Regions from separate parts of the Sus scrofa genome. Here regions 1, 2 and 3 are each linked to region 4. Evidence: chromatin contacts called from public Hi-C and HiChIP or PLAC-seq data. All regions are on one chromosome and are shown on one strand. Each heading gives the region's core, a stretch centred on a gene start, on an enhancer-like site or on the middle of the called end of the contact. The rest is flanking DNA. Distances are from core to core; before and after follow the strand shown. Region 1 holds the start of KLC4 (kinesin light chain 4). Region 2 holds the start of KLHDC3 (kelch domain containing 3). Region 3 overlaps UBR2 (E3 ubiquitin-protein ligase UBR2). Region 4 holds the start of RPL7L1 (ribosomal protein L7 like 1).

The links. A called contact is a pair of places that touch in the nucleus more often than the background predicts. HiChIP or PLAC-seq counts read pairs in DNA pulled down with a chosen protein or histone mark.
Region 1: a contact with region 4 is called in an H3K27ac HiChIP or PLAC-seq map of alveolar macrophages. The contact joins the promoter of KLC4 here to the promoter of RPL7L1 in region 4. A contact is called at or near these places in 1 of 5 promoter capture datasets (liver) and 1 of 2 datasets of contacts at active chromatin or transcription factors (alveolar macrophages).
Region 2: a contact with region 4 is called in an H3K27ac HiChIP or PLAC-seq map of alveolar macrophages. The contact joins the promoter of KLHDC3 here to the promoter of RPL7L1 in region 4. A contact is called at or near these places in 1 of 5 promoter capture datasets (liver), 2 of 47 Hi-C or Micro-C datasets (embryonic fibroblasts and liver) and 2 of 2 datasets of contacts at active chromatin or transcription factors (alveolar macrophages and skeletal muscle).
Region 3: a contact with region 4 is called in a Hi-C map of skeletal muscle, with 5 times the contacts expected there. The contact joins the enhancer-like site here to the promoter of RPL7L1 in region 4. A contact is called at or near these places in 2 of 5 promoter capture datasets (fetal liver and liver), 8 of 47 Hi-C or Micro-C datasets (alveolar macrophages, brain, embryonic fibroblasts and 4 more) and 2 of 2 datasets of contacts at active chromatin or transcription factors (alveolar macrophages and skeletal muscle).

Annotation. Positions count from the first base shown.
Region 1 is chr7:38,119,410-38,122,844 of Sscrofa11.1, reverse strand. It overlaps KLC4 (kinesin light chain 4), which reads right to left and starts at 2,171. Exons shown (of 16, transcript XM_001929222.4): 1 at 1,965-2,171; 2 at 59-340. The coding sequence starts at 316. It overlaps MRPL2 (mitochondrial ribosomal protein L2), which reads left to right and starts at 2,177. Exons shown (of 7, transcript NM_001185067.1): 1 at 2,177-2,392. The coding sequence starts at 2,297.
Region 2 is chr7:38,079,102-38,082,444 of Sscrofa11.1, reverse strand. KLHDC3 (kelch domain containing 3) reads right to left here and starts at 1,532. Exons shown (of 10, transcript NM_001105314.1): 1 at 1,469-1,532. It overlaps MEA1 (male-enhanced antigen 1), which reads left to right and starts at 2,185. Exons shown (of 4, transcript NM_001110429.1): 1 at 2,185-2,220; 2 at 2,626-2,988; 3 at 3,075-3,177. The coding sequence starts at 2,719.
Region 3 is chr7:37,755,773-37,759,415 of Sscrofa11.1, reverse strand. It overlaps UBR2 (E3 ubiquitin-protein ligase UBR2), which reads right to left. Exons shown (of 47, transcript XM_021098699.1): 35 at 214-362. Among named protein-coding and RNA genes, the nearest start is that of PRPH2, 48 kb to the left of the region's middle. Within about 2 kb of position 2,060, at least 2 of the 83 cell types and tissues checked have an H3K27ac peak or open chromatin away from gene starts, as enhancers often do. A contact at or near this core is called in skeletal muscle, where this site is marked.
Region 4 is chr7:37,938,844-37,942,140 of Sscrofa11.1, reverse strand. RPL7L1 (ribosomal protein L7 like 1) reads right to left here and starts at 1,592. Exons shown (of 7, transcript NM_001123192.1): 1 at 1,276-1,592; 2 at 595-703. The coding sequence starts at 1,289.

The DNA.
Region 1 (3,435 bases), core at 922-3,421, 180 kb before region 4:
ATCAGACAATTCTTCTCCATCTACCTGGGGCCACTTGGCACCACCTCCTCCCCCTCACCTGGGCCTCACTCAGCCCCAGCTCGATGTTTTCCATGGATCGGCGCAGCTGCCGGGCCTTCTCGTGCACCAGCCCTTCTTCATGGCCTCCCTGCTGCAGACACTCGATGGTATGCGAGAGGCTTTGCAGCACTGCCTGGTGCTCACTGTGTAGAGCCTCCAGCCCTTGGCTCACCAGACGGGTGCTCCCCAGGATCTCCTCCTGGCTGAGCCGGTGCCCTGCAGACTCATCCCGCTGTCCCAACACCAGGCCCGACATCCTGGCCAGGGGACCGTGTCTGGGCTACAGAGAAACAACAGAGCTCAGCTGAAGTCAAAATAACAACGAGGGCTGAGCGCCCTGGTTAGAGGCTGGCAGGGGTGGTGGAGGGGGGAGTCCAAGTGAAGGAAAAGAGCAAATGGAGGGGGGGAACCCTGTGGTTTAATTGGAGAGAACAAGTGACCAGTGAGGAGGCAGCCTGCGACACTAGACACAAAACTAAGGTTGGGGGAGATAGAGAAGGAGAGGAATTGACTTGAACGAAGAAAAAGTATAGAAGGAACAGAGGTGCTGAGAAGTACCAGAGGGACTGAGCTAAGGAACAGAATGGAAAAGGAGTTGGAGACAGATTTGGGGTTAAGAAAAGGAATCAGGAGAGGAGAGACAGCCCTCTAGGGAGCACAGAGGGTGTTTGAGAGCACTGCAAAGGGAACGAGGTTAAAGCAGGCAGGAGATATGCTGAAAATAGTCAGAATTTTTTAAAAAGTGCGGGGAGAAATAGGTTTCAAATCAATGTTTAAATCAAGAAAGAGAAGGAAAAGAAAAAAAATAGGAGCCTTCATCACAGGACCCAGATGAGAGGCACCTAGAGGTGCGGGTCGCCCACAGAGCTAAGCCCAGCATCTGCAAACCTGGTCAGCCCTGCCTCTTTCCCCACATGCCTGAAACCTCAGGCCTCAGGCTGTCTGACTACTTCCTCAAAAGGGCCTTGTTTCTCATCTTTGAAGTCTTCTTACCTGTATATAACCCTTGGTTGTGGCGTTCAGGCAGGAGCCCGGAAGAAACTCTGTTCAAGCAGCCAGGGACTCAGAAGGATCTGCCCTGCCCAAAGTCCAGAAGTCCAGCGTTCCCACCCCTTCTCTCACCACTTCACAGCCTCCCGAGGACCTGGCATAGAGCCCCACCCAGGACAAACACCCTCCCTCCCCTGCCCACAGGTCTTCAAAGACGACCAAGGTCCCTCCTCCTTCCAGAAGCCAACCTCCCACCCCAAGCCTGGGAGCTATTTTCTCCCAAGAAGAGAGTGAGATCTGATCTGAGACCTGAGGCAAGGGGCGTGTCTGGGAACGGGTGAGGAGGAAGACCTGGTCACTCTTTGCCCAGTCATCTCTATGGCTTTGTCTCTATCATGATCACGTACTAACATACTAACAGGCTCTGAGAGTCAGCGTAGAGTGCCTCCCAGGTGCCCGATGATGCAGGGAAGAATGGCAGGTCCGCTGAGTGGCTGCGGGATCACAGAGGATCTCGGCGCTAGGACTTGGTCTCCCCGGCCTGGGAATGCGGTGAAGTGTCCCAGGCTGTCGACCTGCCCTGAGGCCCAGGGTGGGGAGAGAGTGCGATGGGCAGGAGAGAAGGGAGGAGGTGCGGGGTGATGACCCAGGTCCGCGTCGCGGGCGAGGAGGACCAGGGGCCGGATTATCCCGAGGTCAAGGAGTCAGTTGGTAGCGCAGGGGGCGGGGCGGACCGTCTGTCCGTCCGTCTGGACGCCGAGGGGGCGGGAAGAATCCCGGGGGGCGGAGTTTTTGAATCCGACTCGAGTTGTTTGAGACTGCTCGGAAGGGCTCATTTCTTAATCTGTCCGGGAGTGCAAGAAAGAGGTAGCAGGATCTCAACTCTCTGCCCCAAAGTACCCTTAAAGACTCACCCGCAGTCTGATGATCTGGCTACAGCTCTTGCCGGTACTGCCCCTTTAAATCCATCATGGCTGCCGCTCAAGGCAATTGTTTTGACGGCTCTGAGGGGCGGGGCCTGTTCCCCAGTCACGCGACCTATGAGCCGCCGGGGGATTGGGTCTACCTGGCACAGGGAGGAAAGGAGGTGTGTGTCCAACTTGGTCTCGGGTTCTCCGCCCGCCTCTTTTCTTTTTACGTCAGGATGGAGCGACGGCACTTGGACCAGTTAGCGTCATCCAGTAGCGCCAGGGTTCCTCGCTAAAGGTGATGGTGGTGTGCTGAACCCAACCGAGCCTGGCCAATCATGGCCCTGCGGGTATTGACCCGCGCTCTTAGCTCTCTGAGCCTGACGCCCCGGATCGCTGTCGCCCCCGGCCTAAACCTGCTCCCGGCCGTCCAGGTAATCTACCTTACCGGGAGTGAGGCTGTTTCCATTTGGCAACCGGAGATGGGGCACCAGGAGACGCGGGGGGGGGGGTGCGAGTCTGGTTAGGAGTCACGCCGGCCCGTGACCTTGGATAAGTAACTCTCAGCCTCAGCTTTCTCCTCTGTAAACGTTGCTATCTCATAGGGTCGCTGGATTCCTCAGACAAGATATTGAAGATGAAGTGCCTCACAGACAAATGTACAGCTTTCAATAATAACTTACGTTTATTGAGTGTCTCATAAGCCAAGTCAAATAAACTTTTAAATAAATGAATTCCTTTCAACCAGTTTATAAGTTATTATCATTACCGTGTTACACATGAGAAAACTGATATGTAATCCAAGCTCGTACACCAACTATTGGAGCTAGGCAGACTGGCTTATTATATATTATTATAACCATTAAGGATGAGTTAAAAGAATTAGAAAATTCAGGGCAAGATACCAAGACTAGGGGCCTAACATATGAAGAAATCACAAGATTCCTAGTGGGCTGGGCAACTGGTGAGTTACAGAAAAGAAGTTTGTCTTACCTCTCTAGACCTTTCAGACTGATGGTGGAGTTTGGCAGATGGATACTTAAAATTCAAAACCAAACCAACCTACAATGTGAAATGTTGGGACTACAGCAATGAACAAAACATAAATGGTCTCTCCCCTCCATTCACATCTGAAAAACTCAGAAACATAATGCAGTAAAATGGTCACAGGGCATTGCTGATGGTGGCACATGAATATATAGAAGTTATCAGCTCTGGAGAAGTGAGTTGTTTAGGGAAAGAAAAGTTTCTTGGAGAAGGAATGTTTTGAGCCAAATTTGGAAGAAGATGCACCAAAGGGAGAACACTCCATTGAAGAAACACTTCAGAGGTGAGAGGATCAGGGGAGAAGAGGTAATCAGCACACATATATCTAGATAAAGATTTCCCACTGGTATTTGTGCAAGCTGTGAAGGGTGGAGTTTTGGACACCTATTCTGGGACATTTCCAGGAGGAAGCTACAAGCTAAACTTTGTG
Region 2 (3,343 bases), core at 283-2,782, 140 kb before region 4:
CCAAGAACTTAAGCCAGAAAGGTATGTGTCTGCCGGGGATTGAGGGGGTGGGGGTGGGGAGGCGGGGTTTTCTCCTCTTGCCACTTGCCCAACCCTGCCATTGTGGTAAGGAACAAGCTGTTTCCAGCAGCTCTTTTCCCGTTTGGGGCCCTGAAAGGGGATGGGGGTGGCGATGTGCCTTGGAGAGGAGCAGGAACACAAAAATGCCTTTGGTCAGGATAAGAAAAAGACCCAGGCATGAGCGGTCATGGTCTCTGCAAGACAACCCACCAACCTAGAGATAATGGGTACATTTGAAGGCTCTGTTAGACAAATCCTCTTGCAGCTGGCACTGCCTTCGCTGGCAGGCACCTGCTGGGTTTGGGTGGATCATCTGCTCCCTGTTCAAGAAGCCCTGGCAGAGAGAAGAGCTAGCCCGAACCTCAGGCACAGAAAAAGCTCAAGTAAAGGAAGGTCCCTTGCAAGAAAGACACAGGGCTTTGAGCTGGCTTGCCAGACCCCTGCCCCCACCCAACTTCCCCCAACCCTCCCCCACTCTGCCAAACCTGAAATAGCCCCAGCAGGAAACCACTCTCACTTCATTACTCCCGTCCTCAATCCAAAAGCTCTTGGATCTGGGCTTGTGGGGACAGATAGGAAGGAAGTTGGAGAGCTTAAGAATGGGGGTCCTTCCTCTTCCCTCACAGCTTCTACTCTCCTCTTCAGCTATATCAAGGTAAAGTAAAGAATTCACTGGGCAAGAGGGAAGCAATTCCATCCAAAGGTAGAGGAAAAAACCCTCAGCGTCTTCTCCAAAGGACAACTCAAGCTCATGAAAGACAAGCCCCAGCATCTCCCGGGCGCCTCTGATCCCTGGGGCTCTCCCGTCCGTGCTCCATCACTGCGGCATTCTCCAGCTTCTTCCATGCCTTTCAGAGACCTGCCCCCCTTCCTATTCTCTTGCAATTTTCACTCTCCGTTTCTGGCCTTTTCAGATCTCTTGAGAGCTTTGCAGTTTTCTGCTTTTTCCTTCTCCCACAACTCCAAGCTCCACCCCGACAGCCTTCCATTTTCCTTCTTTCGATAGGGGGGAAACAAGCTAACATCCCCTGACCCCTTTCGGCCAGAGATATTCCTCCCTGTATATGACGCTATCCGGGTCTTCTTCCAGTCATTCCAACCTCCCTGCCCCCACAACACCAGACACCCCCGCCCTTTTCTTCCATTATCCTCAGCTTTCCCATTCTCCTCCTAACCCAGTCTTCCTTCCAGTTCCCTTCAGTGCCTTCTCCAGTTACCAGGTCTCTCCCATCGCTTTCCCCACCATCCTCCCCCAGCCCTTCTTTCCCCCTTAACACTCTCCTTTCCCGTCATCCCCCTCCCCACCCCCACCTCATCGGTCTCCGGCCCCTCCCCCACAATTCAGCTCTAGGCATCGGCGTCCCCATCCCCTATGATTTTCCTCGTCCCTCAACCCACCACGGGCTACCTGCCAGGCCGGGCCGGGGCGGGGCCGCGGGTCCTCGCGCTGCCTGCAGCTTTGAACCCGTTGCCCGCCAACTGCCGACTGGATCTCCAACGAGATAAACACAGCCAGGCTCGGTCCTTCCGGCGGGCAGCTGTAAGCGCACGTGCATTCAGCTCTAAGTGCCGGAAGTCTACCGGGATTTGTAGTCCATCGGTTTCGGGAGGAACGCGAGGGGCTGAAGGATGGGCAGGAGTCGGAGGAGTCTGCGCATGTGCTTATACCTATCAAACACCGCGGGGCCGAGTTCGCGTTGCGGCTCAGTGGTAACGAACCTGACTAGTATCCAAGAGGATGAGGGTTCGATCCCTGGCCCCGCTCAGTGGGTTAAGGATCCGGCCTTGCCACGAGCTGCAGTGTTGGTAACAGACGCGGCTCGGATCCCGTGTTGCTGTGGCTGTGGTGTAGGCCGGGCAGCTGTAGCTCCGATTCAACCCCTAGCCTGGGGACTTCCATATGCTACACAGGCGGCCCTAAAATTAAAAAAAACAAAACAAAACAAAACAAAACCAAACACAAACAACCGCGGGGCCTACCGGGTAATGTAGTCCTTTGTTTGGCGAGAAGATGGTGGAGGCGGAGCAAGGGGCGGACCCTTCGCCTTCACTCGTGTCAATCATGAGCGCGGCGGGGCGGGGCTGGAGGACGGGGCCGCCTCGGAACGTCCTGCCTCGCCGGAAGTGAAGGTGCGGGGTTCGGCCGCGGGCTCTGAGCGGGTGAGGCGCGCGCAAATACCGGCGCCGAGAATTGGTGGGGGCGGGTCGGGGACGCCACATCTGGGGCCATTTGAAGGGATCTCCTGGGGTCCGAAGGGCGTTTATCAGGCGGTACAGAGGGAAATCCCTTAGAGAGGAGAGAAGGGGGCGGGTATGCCTTGTCTAGGGGAGCTTGTTTGGTGACCCGGAGTTCCTAAGTGGATGGGGCGGGGGGGAGGGCGTTCCCGAAGGGGTGTCTTTTGGAAGGTGGCATGGCCTTCGCTTGGGCTGTTATTTAAGAATTGTCGGAGCAAGGCAAGTGGGCCTTGGTTGGAGATAAGAGCCAGCTCAAGAGGTGGAGAGTCCAGGAGAGGTGTTGTGGGGTGCAGGAAACTTGGGCGTTTCAATGTTTTGTGGGCGCAGGAGGAGACCGCACGGGACTGGATGACAGGCTAAAGCTGGGCCTAATTTTGTCTGATCTCTGTTCTCCTGTCTCCATGTTCTTGCAGCCCCTGCCCGATGGCAGCAGTAGTTCTAGGGGGAGACATCATGGGTCCTGAACGTATCTTCCCCAATCAGACTGAAGAACTCGGGCCACACCAGGGCCCTACAGAAGGCACTGGGGATTGGAGCAGTGAGGAGCCAGAGGAAGAGCAAGAGGAAACAGGAACAGGCCCAGCTGGCTACTCCTACCAGCCCCTGAACCAAGATCCTGAACAAGAGGAGGTGGAGCTGGCACCAGTGGGAGATGGAGAAGATGTAGTTGCTGATATCCAGGATCGAATCCAGGTATGGTGGAGGAGGCATTGTTCCTGAACAGGTGAAGCTGGAATCCCTGAAGGGATGACCCTGAACTGTCTTCTCTGGCTCTGCAGGCCTTGGGGCTTCATTTGCCAGACCCCCCATTAGAAAGTGAGGATGAAGATGAAGAGGGAGCTACAGCATTGAGCAACCACAGCTCTATTCCCATGGACCCAGGTAAAAGAGTTTTTTTTTTTTTTTCTTTTTAGGGCCACACCCACAGCATATGGAGAATCCCAGGCTAGGGGCCCAATTGGAGCTGTAGCCACAGGCCTATGCCAGAGCCATAGCAACTTGGGATCCAAGCCACATCTACGACCTACACCACAGCTCACGGCAACAC
Region 3 (3,643 bases), core at 811-3,310, 180 kb after region 4:
AAAAATGAAAACACATTCCCTCAACTAAAATGAGTTCTCTGTTGCTTTGGTTAATTTATAAACTGTCGGTCTAACATTTTGTCAGTACATTATATTTCCTGCTTCAAAGTCTTTACTTCTTTATATTGCTGCCCACTTTAAACATCTCATTTAAATACAGGATTCTACACACAATTCATGTCAAAATTAAAGATACAACTCTAAACCTCTTACCTATGCTTTGGATGGTGTACGCACAACTACCCCAGCACATTATGGGCACGCGGGGATCCTCTTCATTTGGATGAACCTTTAATCCCACTTTATAAGTAGCGGTTCCAAATGTTGTTAGCATTTCTTTTATGCTCTCAGAATAAGGGTTCCTGAAGTGAACATGTATAACATTAGCTTAAAACAATGTGCTCCCATCAATCAAATGGTTCGGTTTCTTAACCGCTCTTTTCTAGGTTGGAAATGAAGCACTTAAATGATCTAAAGAGAGCTGTAAGAAAAGGGGGAATTAAAAACATGCAAACAGTCCCAGCCTGAGAGGAGTTATGCTCTACCTGGTTTGGCAGCAGTGAAGCACAGGCCTGAAAACAAGGTATTAGGTGAAGTCTACATACTGAACCATGAAAACCAGGACCTCTTTCCCCCAGCTTGACAACATCAGCAATGAATACCCACTGCCATAGATTCTAGTCTCTCCAGGGAAGAATCCTCTGGGAAAAGCCATTTTTACACACTGACACTTCAGGGTTCCATGTGAAAGACTGGTAGGGGCCTGATCACCTCACTCTGAGGCACACAGGTCAGCAAGCTCCAATCTGTCCACCAAGTATCCAGTGAGCTTATAGTGCCTTATTCTTGAATAGTCACCCAAGGATCAATAAACATTTAAGGAAGGAATCAAAGAAACATCAAAAGAAATGAGCAGAAAAAAGAAACTCAGGGAAAACAGAGATGGTGTAGCAATGGCAAACTTATCAAAAAATGAGAAGATCAGTCCAAGAGGGCCAACTGAGCTAAAAGTAGGACTACCTCAAAGAAAAGAAAAACCAAGAGGAGAAAATTATCTAAGAAACAACATAAAAAATTCCAAGAACTGGGGTTCCAGACGTGGTGCAGAGGAAATCAATCTGACTAGGAACCATGAGGTTGTGGGTTCCATCCCTGGCCTCGCTCAGTGGGTTAAGGATCCAGCATTGTGGAGTTCCCGTCGTGGCGCAGTGGTTAACGAATCTGACTAGGAACCATGAGGTTGCAGGTTCGGTCCCTGCCCTTGCTCAGTGGGTTAACGATCCGGCGTTGCCGTGAGCTGTGGTGTAAGTTGCAGACATGGCTCAGATCCCGCGTTGCTGCGGCTCTGGCGTAGGCCGGTGGCTACAGCTCCGATTCAACCCCTAGCCTGGGAACCTCCATATGCTGCGGGAGAGGCCCAAGAAATAGCAAAAAGACAAAAAAAAAAAAAAGGATCCAGCATTGTCGTGAGCTGTGGTGTAGGCCAACAGCAGCAGCTCCAATTAGACCCCTAGCCTGGGAACCTCCATATGCCGTGGGTGTAGCCCTAAAGGAGACCTAAAAAAAAAAAAAAAAAAAAACCCAGAACTGAAGTACATGAATCTTCAGGTTCAGGTTCAAAGAGCCTGTTGAAAACAGCAAAATGAATGAATAAAGATTTGTATACCAAGGAACATTATAGAGAAATTTCAAACACTGGGGATTAATGAGACAATCCCAACAGTTTCCAGAAGTAATAAAGTTATAAAGGAACAGGAATCAGAATGGTAATAAGTTCTCAATGGGTGCTAGATGTTAGTAAAATACTATCTTCAAAATCTAGATGAGAAATGACTTCTAACCTATAAATCTGTAACCAAACCGTCCATCAAGCATATGTATTCAACAAATGTATTTTCAGACATGGAAAACTGCACATCCAGGCACCTTCTCTTAGGAATTTGCTGAGGGATGCAACATGAGGGAGTAAATTAAGAAAGAGAAGGATACAAGATCCAGTAAATAAGAGGAATGCAGCCAGGGGAAGTCTCAGGGTGACAGCTGTGCCCTGTCCTGATTGGTGTGGGAGGACAGAGGCTGTGGGAGAAGGGTCCAGGAAAGATCATCTGATGGATCTGAGCACTGACAGCTACTGCCAGGCATCTGTCAGATCCACCACAGCATTTAGGAAGGAAAAAAAAGGGAAAGAAAGTATTACACACATAGAAAAACAAGTACACGGGAAAAATAAGATAATTATTAACCATAGGAATGACAAAATCGTACAAGAAAGAAAATTTAACACACAACTCATCAGCAGAAACAACTGCAATATAAAAGTTGACAAAAGGAGTTTCCGTCATGGTGCAGTGGAAAGGAATCCGACTAGAAACCATGAGGTTGTGGGTTTGATCCTGGCCTTGCTCAGTGGGTTAAGGATCCGGCATTGCTGTGAGCTGTGGTGTAGGTCGCAGATGCGGCTCAGATCCCTGTTGCTGTGGCTCTGGTGTAGGCCGACAGCTACAGCTCCGATTAGACCCCTAGCCTGGGAACCTCCATGTGCTGCAGGTGTGACCCTAAAAAGACAAATAAGAAAAACAAAACAAAACAAAACAAAAAAAACAAATAAAATAAAAGCTGACAAAAGATTTAACCATAAATTGTGAAATACCTCTATAGGGCGACTGGTGAGTAGTAATGAACAGGGTAGAGGTAAAAATTGAATCCTAAGTTACTAGTCAACATAAAGCCACTGTTTAAAAAAATGAAGAAGGTGTTCCCTGGTGGCCCAGCTTAAAGTTAAGGATTTGGCATTATCACTGCTGTGGCACAGGTTAGACCCTGGGCTGGGAACTTCCACATGAAGCAGGCACAGCCAAAAGACTAAAAAGAAAAAAAGAGAAAAAAAAAAATCAAGACATAGTTGATTAAGTATTTTAACTACAAATAATGAAAGTAAATAACAGAAAAAACAAAATGACAGGACTGGGGATGGGGAGGGGAAATGTAGGAGGCATAGGAGTGATTTTTTTCTGCTTAAGCCTTCCAATACAATTTTTATTGAGTTGTTTAGTATGTGCCAGGAACAACTTGCAGGTAACTTAAATGTATCATGTCACTTTATCTTTGTAATACTTATGGGGTTGATACTATTATCTTACCTTTCTAGATGAGGAAACTGAGTGAGATACAGAGAGGTCAAGCAATTTGTACAAAGTTGCACAGCTAATAAGCCGTGGTGGTGGAACAGAACAAAACAGTCCAGCTTTGTGCTATAATTTGTAACTTACTGGCTGTGGGGTACAATAAGTCTGAAAACCCTCTGGTTTTGATCCTGGATTCTAAGAAGTTGGTGAGGCCATAAATAGAAATACTGAAGTCAGAAGGAAGCATGGGATCTGGTGGGGGAGCTGAGCTGCTTAGATTTAGAGGTGATGAGGTGCTGTCAAGGAAAGACAGCTAACGGGGTATAGTAGGGAGTCAGCAACACAGACTTGGAGAGGTTTGTGAGAGTTAAACATGCCAGGTAGTTCTTAGTCTTCTATCAACATGCCTGCAATAAATATTCTTAAGTGTCCAAATTCAAGATCTATGTCTTATAACATTTTGCTCTCTAGCTTGAAAAGTGATTCTCTTACTAACTGCTGACCTAACTTTTCATTTC
Region 4 (3,297 bases), core at 343-2,842:
TGGCTCAGACTGGAATCTTGGCCCAGGAACTTCCATATGCCATGGATGTGGTTGAAAAAAGTAAGTAAAATTTTTAAGTTTTTGGGAGTTCCTGTCGTGGCTCAGCAGAAATGAATCTGACTAGTATCCATGAGGACACAGGTTTGATCCCTGGCCTCACTCATTGGGTGAAGGACCCGATGTGGTGAGCTGTGGTATATGTCACAGATGTGGCTGGGATCGGGGGTTGCTGTGGCTGTGGTGTAGGCCGGCAGCTGTAGCTCCAATTTGAACCCTAGCCTGGGAGCCTCTATGTGCCACACCTGCCGGCCTAAAAAGAAAAAAGAAAATTTTTTTTCTTTTAGGTACACAAGCATGTTCTCGAATCCCTTGGTATGAACCGGAAGGAACACTCTCCACTGGCTTTTTCCTTAAACTCTACTCCAGTATTTTGCCTGCAGAAAGCATTTGATACATACTTGCTTTGTTTAGCAAATATGTATCATCCAGCTGATGGGGGAAGCCGACTGTCAGTACCAAATTAGTTCAACATGTGCTGGATAAAACTCACCGAACACAAATTCTCATTCCTTCCACCTGGTTCCCCACTATTACCTCTTTCTTTTGCAAAAGCGCTTGCTTCGCCTGTGTGGCTTTGAGGGCCTGATATGCCTTCCTCTTTTTCAAGAGATTTTCTGGAACCAAAGGGATCTTTTTTCTTTGCCTGAGAGAGAAAATGGAGAAAAGCGATAGTATTTAGGAAACAAATCTGCAATGCGTTTCCAAACGACAGCTTGGGCTTCGCAAACATTACTGTCTAAAACCTCCTAAGGACCGCGCTCCCACCCCGCCACCTGGCGTTTCTGACTCCAGTTCTCAAAAGCTTTCAAGAACCATGAACCCCTTAGCCACTGGTCCTCGTATGTCAATGGAGCTTTTACTGTCATAGCCTTTTACAGATACCACCAGCGATGAGATTCCGCCCCGTGGGGTTGGGGCGGGTGCGGACCCAGCTGCAGAGATAATACTTAAGTCAGGCTGGGGAAACCCACCCTCCAGCCCGCAGCCTCAAACTCATTCCTCACCCCTTGAGGTAGGTAATCCGAACCTGACAGAGGCCCCATCCGCCCGCCCCAGCCCAACACTTCCTCCCTCCTCCTTCGATAATCTGGAGCCTTTTCTAAGTCTCTCTTCAGTCCACAAGGATCCTTATTTTCCGCCACCGAGAAATAAATACTGAGGATGGCACCAGATGCTCAGGGCACCACCCAGAATCTCAGAGCCCCTGATACTCACTCCTCCTCCGCCATTTTTCCAGCGCAGCTGCTACTGCTCAGGCGTTGCCCCACGCATGGGAAGGAACCTCTCTATGGTCTCTCGACCATAGAGATGTCTACTCTAGCTCACCCCAGGGCGAGCGGGTAGCCTGCGCCTTCTTAGCAGCAATGAACTGCTGAAGTTTTGCTAACCCTGATTCCTATCAAAAGTGGCTCAAAGCTTCCTGGGCGCCGCTTAGAAGCTTTTTAGAGCCCGGTCATCTTCAAAGACCATCCCTTTTTATTTCAGCTGTATTCTCATATCGCCGGAAGCCTGGTCACAAACGAGGAAACGCTTCCCACCGACTTCCGGTAGGGAGTGAGGTGACGATTTTCCGGTTTCTGCTCGCTAGGCTGCGCTTCTCCCGGAAGGCGACTGGCGGGATCCGGTATCCTTCACCTGGTGCGGAGAGCTTGGGGCTGCAGCTTTGGTTCTGTGTTGGTGGAGGTGTGGACGACTTAGGGTGCTGGCAAAGGCATCTCTGATTCCCTCGGCCTGGCTTCGTCAGTGGGTCCCTGATCAAGTGGGTCCCTCTATCCCTTCGTTTCCCTTACCCAAAAAGTGGACGTAATAGCGAATCTTGCCTAATAGCCTTGGGAAAGTTATATGAGCTGCTCCACATAAAGCGCTTAGAACAAAGTCCAGTAAGCAGTTAACACTGTGTTAATTATTATTCCTGCTGTACCGAAAACGAGAAATTGCAACTTACGATTTCAGAACTCCCTCATAATAGCTCTCACCACCTGGAATAGGTTTCCTTCTCTCCTGCTCTTCAGAAAGAAATAAAAACTCACGTGTTGTCTTTAATGGAAACCTCCAGACCAGTGTGTCTCAAGCATTAATGTGCATAGGAGTCACATGAAAATCTTGTTAAAATCACGTTTTTATTCAGGAGGGGCGGGGAGTCAATATTCTGCATTTTAAACGTGATTCAAAGTGATGGGGATGCTTCAAGTGCATTTTGACTAGAAGGGCTTTTTCTTTTTCTTTTCTTTCTCTTTCTTTCCTTTGTTTTTTGGCGGCCCCCTCAGTATGTGGAAGTTTCTGAGTCAGGGATCAAACCTGTGCCACAGCAGTGACCTGAGCCACAGCAGTGAAACACTGGACCTTAACCCGCTGAGCCACAAGAGAACTCATGACTAGCAAGTATCTTGAGAAGTCTCTCCTTTTTCTGAATTCCTTCAGCATGTTTATTTTTTAAGAATTCCTGTAGTGGCACAGCGGAAAGAATCCGACTAGAAACCATGAGGTTGTGGGTTTGATCCCTGGCCTCACTCAGTGGGTTAAGGACCCGGTGTTGCTATGAGCTGTGGTATAGGTCAAAGAGGTGGCTCGGAGCTGGCGTGGCTGTGGCTGTGGCGTAGGCCAGCAGCTGTAGCTCTGATTCAATGCCTAGCCTGGGAACCTCCATATGCTGCAGGTTCAGCCTTAAAAAAAAAGCAAAAAAAAAAAAAAAATTTTAAATGTTTCTCGGCATTATAGGCTTTTGGGGCCAGATAATTCTTTGTCCTGTTGGTTGTAGAATATTTTGGCAGCATCCCAGGTTTCTACCCACTGCATGCCAGTAGCATCTCCATCCTAGTGGTGACAAAGTTCTTGTCTCCAGGCATTGCCAAATGTCTAGCACAGTCTATGTATATTTATGTTAAGGTCTAAGGCAATGTCACTGTTTGACAGTCAGCACTTAAAGGCATCACCACAGACTTTATCCTGTATTGTTTGGTTTATTGTTTCCCTGATTAGACAGGGTTCTCTGAATGCAGGGAAGTCATCACATCTCTGAATCTTCTACAGCACCTCTCACAACAACAGGCACCTGCAGGGGCTGGTTAACCATCTAAACTCAAGGCATCACATTGGTATGTGCTATGCATCTAAGACAACCAGAAAGACAGTGCCATGCGCAGAATCCAGAACCTGATAAATAAATGTCAAAGGACAACATGGCCTTCAGAGTCACCAACTGTGGCTCAAGCCTCATGCTTACTCTTTCAGCATCTC